Regions from separate parts of the Rattus norvegicus genome. Here region 1 is linked to region 2. Evidence: chromatin contacts called from public Hi-C data. All regions are on one chromosome and are shown on one strand. Each heading gives the region's core, a stretch centred on a gene start, on an enhancer-like site or on the middle of the called end of the contact. The rest is flanking DNA. Distances are from core to core; before and after follow the strand shown. Region 1 holds the start of Calcrl (calcitonin receptor like receptor). Region 2 holds the start of Fam171b (family with sequence similarity 171, member B).

Region 1 (2,810 bases), core at 117-2,616, 600 kb after region 2:
GCTCTTTAAAATCTCAGGACAGTCTGGACTGTGGCAAGAGCACTGCAGATGCCTCATCTCAGCAGCATCATAGAAAATCTAATTTAATTCCTCTGCTTAATGAGCTAATCCACTTACTTAGCGTGTCTCTGTTTATTTATTTATAGAGACTCCTTTCACACTCTTCCCCCGCACTTTTGCAGGATAGTTGAGCACACATCTAAGCGTGTAAGAGTTTAAAAGCCATGAAGTAACGCAGACATCACTACCCTTTCTTAACTCTGGACAGTTGTGGGGGTTTCGGTTGGTTGGTTGTTGATTGCTGGTTGGGTTTTTGTTTGTTTGTTTTGTTGTTTTTGTTGTTGTTTTCCCCTTACCTTATTTATAAGACACCCATAATCTTAATACAGTGGAAATAGTTCGGGGACTCTCCAAAAACAGAAACAAAAAGCAAAATAAACAAACAACAACAAAGAAAAGCCAAAAGGGTGGTATTTACACAAATCTAGCAAGAAAGAACAATGAAAATTCCATTGGTTCCCCAGTTAGAGGTGTAAGTGTCAAAAGAAGCCGAAGAGCAAACAGAAGTCCAAGTGGGTGGCTTTTCTTCTTACTCCTGCTTTCTGTTCAGTCACACAGGAAGACTCCGTCCCTTCCTTAGAATACTGATTATGTGGAAAATTTAAAGACCCTTCCTGGGGTGCAAATGTTTTCCAGCTGTCAGGACTTGAGCTAATAGTAGAAGTAACTTTAAAGAGCATTGTTTCCTGATGAAGGTATTTGTCCAAAAACTTGCCTTGTAGCCTGTTCACATGGCTATTAGTTGGTAAATTTATTTTCTAAAGTGTCATTGTAAATACTCTTATGCACTAGTAATAGATTTTGTACACATTCTGGAGTAAGACTCTCTAGTATCCCTATGTAGAATAAATGAACCGGTTTCAACCTTATTCCAATGCCACTCAGTCAATTCTTACTAGAAACATTGTCAAACTGCTTAAGAACAATGCTGAGAATACATATGTTTGTTTTGAATAATACACTTACCCCGCACGGCTCCTAAGGAAATTCTGTGTGAATAGTCTCAGGAGGGAATTTGATTTTCTGAGATAGTAGAAAAGAGTTCCCGGAGAAGAGGTGTGGAAGAGTCAAAAAGCTTTGCTGCAGGCAGCGTGAGGTCCAGGCAACAGAGCCCGCCGGTCCTAAAGCAGAAGTGCACCGCTGCGAAGAGAGGGCTTGTTCTGGGTAGATGGGGAGTGTTGTCAGATTGTAAGCGATCAGCAGCAGAAGGGAAACATCACAGCTTCCTGTTACATCACCCCGCCCCGCCTGCACTTAGTGTTAGGTTACTTTCTTTCTCAAATAGCTTACCCCAGGAAAAGAGCAGCAACTCCCTTCTCAACTCTGACAAGAGCAAGAAGCAGCCTGAACAGACAGAGATCCTTTGCTGTATGAACACATTGTTACCAGCAAAAGCTGGCTGGCTTTCACCTAGACTGAGTTCTGTTAGAACTTGCTGCCTGTGATTTTGAAGGCAATCTAAGTGTAAAAGAATCAAAGGAGTTAGGGGTGTGGGTGTAGGTGTGTGTTGAATGAGAGTTCACAGAACAACCAGGAACAATTTATCGGTCACATCTTTCTTCTTAAATGTGCATAGAATTTTGAGCATCAGAATTACTTCGGACTCAAGTTTGAGCACTAATGTGTGATCCAACTCCACAATCAATTTTGCATAAGAGGCTTCATGCTGTCCTTTCCAGGAATCCCTTAGTTGTATGTACTATAAATCTAGTTTGTGTATGGAGTGTGGAATCATTTTACACACTTTTAAATAGTTGATGTAATTATGTCACTGTGTATAACCTAAGCTCTATAGTATTTATCTCAAAATAACCTCCAAGGAAACGTGGCAGTATTTTAACATGATACTATGAAATAATTTCATACAATAAATGAACGTCAATTTTTTAAAAAAAAAGATTTACCTCTAAACTTAATTGTATCATAAATATAAGAAATCACTGAGTATGATCAGGAAAAAAAAGCCTGTAAACCTGAAATATACCTGATATGATAAATATGATAAAGTATGAGATTTGGCAATAATTGTAGCTCCCAAAGCCACACAGCACTAAAAGTCACATGATCTTTGCATCAAATTTGTCACTGGAAAAGATGGATAAAATAATACCTGAAGGTCTTCGCATTGTTGAAACTTTGAATCAACGCATTTTATAACATTTAGGACGAATGAGGAGCTACTCTAGTGACCAAGCAATTCCAATTAGCTACTATAATCCCGCTGAGCTGGCTCAGAGGCACAGACTTAGAAGTAAGCACTACAACCAAGTAGCAAACGAGGAGCTCAGAGTCCTAGCAGATGAGGAATGGCAGTAAAGACACGGGGTGCAGAATCTCCGAATATCATGATCCTGAAAGACAGTGCCCTGTTCTTAAACGTCTACTATCTTGATCTGCATGGGAAATTTATTATAAAATCTTTAATTCTGTATATTATATAAAACGGAGTGTATCCATATAAAACTATGGAATATAAGTGACAATCTCAGTCACGGAAAAACGGAAGCTCTATGGAAGAAGCCGATTTACACAATGTAGTTTTAAGAGACAGTAGTAAACTGGGAAGTTACTCTGTAAACACTTTAGTTTTGCTTTCTATAGGGAACTGTCGGGTTATATTTTCCCCGTGCTGTTTCCTTCAGCTCATGAGGTGAGAAGTCAACATTGTAAATCCTTACTGCCTCCTAAAATAATAACTCATTAATCAGAAAAACAGCAAAAACATTCTTGAGTGAAACTACAGAATTCTG
Region 2 (2,842 bases), core at 167-2,666:
AGGATCATGCATTTTGACACTTCCCACTTTTTTTAGTTGTTATTTGATTTTGTTTTAGGACAAATGTCTCAAATGTGTCCATCTCTCTTTCCTGTCTTTCCCCCTCCCTTTCATGCTAATAGCAAAGGGATCCTTAAAAAAGAGAAGAAAAGAAAAAAAAGCACTGCTGGTAGGTATCTCTCTCCTTACCAACCTTCAGAATAGTCTTTAGTGTAGATCTCTACTTGCTTGTATAGCATCCAAGATTGCTGGAGTTGCCATCTGTGAAATGCAGGAACAGCGCCCTACACAGTAAGTACAAGTGTCTGCTAGTTATTTTTAAACAGCTTAATAGTCTGCACTCCTTTCACTCTAGAAAAGAGTAAGTCCTCTGGTAACTGCTTTCGCAACTTAAACTTTCCCAAGTACATTGTGCTTTTATGCCTCTCTCTCTCTCTCTCTCTCTCTCTCTCTCTCTCTCTTTCTCTCTCTCTCTCTCACACACACACACACACACACACACACACAGAGAGAGAGAGAGAGACAGACAGACAGACACACACACACACACTTTTCCAGTTTTTAGATGTCCTGGTATCTTATCTACTCTTTCTGTGAATTTTTATTCTGTATAGCCTACCTTTCCCAGTGTCTTTTCACAAACCACACTTAATTTTGTTCGACTGTGTGTATGCTTTAAGTGCCTGTACCGCTTCTTCAGTTGCAACCACCACAATGGACTATATTTTGCTTATATATTTATTCCCTTGCCCTAGCAGGTAGTAAGCATTCGAAAAGAAGGTATTCTATTTTACTTCTTCGAAGCTCCTGACAAGAAATGTACAGTGAACACCTACTTCAGAATTTGTTAAGTAAGAGTTTGTTTGTTTTGAGACGCGATCTTTCTCTATAGCTCCGCTGTCCTGGAACTCACTGTAGAATAGGTTGCCCTCGAACTCACTAATATCTGCCTGCCTCTGCCTCCTGAGTGCTAAAATTAAAGGTGTGAGCCACCACATCTGGCAAGACGTTAAAAAACAAAACAAACAAAAGACTCTAAACACATGAAAAGTATAGGTTTACAAATAGAAAAGGTGTAATTGCGAATAATTTATGATGAAGAAAGAAACCCTCATTCAAGCAGAAAAAGAAAAGTCTGGAGAATATCAGTTTATCTTGTAAATGGACCATGGAACAGTAGACGGTATTCCATTAAAGGAGCCTGGCTTTTGAACCACGAATGTCTCACTGCTTTAGAAGGTATCGATGCGCCACTTTTCTACCTCGGGGTCAAGTGGGAGGAATTTTATTCCACTTTGTACGTTTTTCTGCTGCCTCGGTAAAGATTAAGGATTCGAAACTCTTTCCTGCTAGTCTCCGCCTAGCTAAACGCCTGGGCACCAGCATCACCTTGCGGGGCACTTGCTGGGGTAGCCGCAGGGCCCCGTCCCTGGCTCGCCCCTCCCGGCGGTCACGTGCGCGAGGATGCGAAAGCGGGCTCGCCATCCTCTTGCAGGCCCGCTCCTCCTCCCGCCGAGGCTGTGCACCGCAGACAGCGCGAGGGGGAGCGAGCGAGCGGGCGCGGCCGGGATCCGCAGCCCTGGCGCCCGCCGTCGCTCGCAGCCCCGCAATATGCCTCCGTGGCTCTCTGGCTCTTCGCCATGGCGAGGCTCTGCCGGCGCGTCTCTTGCGCCCTGCTCCTCGGCCTGGCCGCGGTGCTGCTGAAGGCGCGGCTCGTCCCCGCGGCCGCTAGAGCCGAACTCAGCCGCTCCGACCTCAGCCTCATCCAGCAGCAACAGCAGCAGCAGCAGCAAGAGCAAAGGCAGCGGGAGGAGGCGGAGGAGGAGCGGATGGAGGTGGCTGGGGCATCCTTTACTTTGGTGGTTCCAGGTATGTCTTTGCAGTCCAGCCCTGTTTTACATCTGTGCGGACGATCGCGTCTGGCTTCGCGGGATCCTTAGCTCCTTCCTCTTCGTTGCTTAGCCTATCCTTGCTGGTTTCAATCCCTCCGCGTCTTCCCAGATTGCCCGTTCGGCCTTTCGCTCTTTGCTGGGAAGGAAATTCTTCCCCGCAGAGCACTGCAGTGGGCTTCAGAAGGGTCGGGGGCTGGTGGGTGGGCGGTAAGTAGCGTCAAGGTGGGCGCCTGCTTCCAGTAATCATTTTATTTTCCCCCTCTTCTTTCTGAACACACACACACACACACACACACACACACACACACACACACACACACACACACACAAGCTCTCAAATCCCTTTAGCATTTGCTTCTCTATCCTCTCCTAGATACTGAGCAAAACAGTCTTGCCATGCACACCCACACAGCTTTTGCACTGTTTTTCCCTGCCTACTGTATTTAAATTTAGAACGGGGGGGGGTATCTTTATTTTTTTATATCTCTCTTCTTACCCCAGGAAAGGTTTAAGGCGGCTTGCAAAAACAGAAAAAAAAATGCACTTGGTACAATAAGATGAAAAAAAGAAAACAATGAAACAGGAGTTTGTAGTTGAAGGAAGGGAGCGGGAGGGAGACAGGTAGGTTAGCTTGGAGTGATGCTTGGGTAGCATAGCCAGCCCCTCCCCCTGAGGGGAATCTTCTTGTAGTGTAACTTAAATGAGCCATCTCTTGACTCATTCGGTAGGGGTGATGAAACACGGGTGTAGTATATATGACCATCCCAGTCCTCTATTTTCTGTTTCCCCTTCCCTCAGTTAAAGCTCTCCAGTAAGCGAAGAGCTGGGTTATACGTTTAAATAGCTTTGCCCCAGCCCCTAACTCAGTTAGTCACCTTCTACGCTGTAGATTCTGCCTGGGCTTTTGGAAAGAAAGGAGATTTTTTTTTTAAATAAGAAACCCCACCAAT

Evidence for each region. Hi-C and Micro-C count contacts between places; a contact is called where the count stands out from the background.
Region 1: a contact with region 2 is called in a Hi-C map of the A7r5 cell line, with 4 times the contacts expected there. The contact joins the promoter of Calcrl here to the promoter of Fam171b in region 2. A contact is called at or near these places in 2 of 12 Hi-C or Micro-C datasets (the A7r5 cell line and Schwann cells).

The regions. Positions count from the first base shown.
Region 1 is chr3:89,931,250-89,934,059 of GRCr8, forward strand. It overlaps Calcrl (calcitonin receptor like receptor), which reads right to left and starts at 1,367. Exons shown (of 16, transcript NM_012717.3): 1 at 1,027-1,367.
Region 2 is chr3:89,336,150-89,338,991 of GRCr8, forward strand. It overlaps Fam171b (family with sequence similarity 171, member B), which reads left to right and starts at 1,417. Exons shown (of 8, transcript XM_575160.9): 1 at 1,417-1,869. The coding sequence starts at 1,641.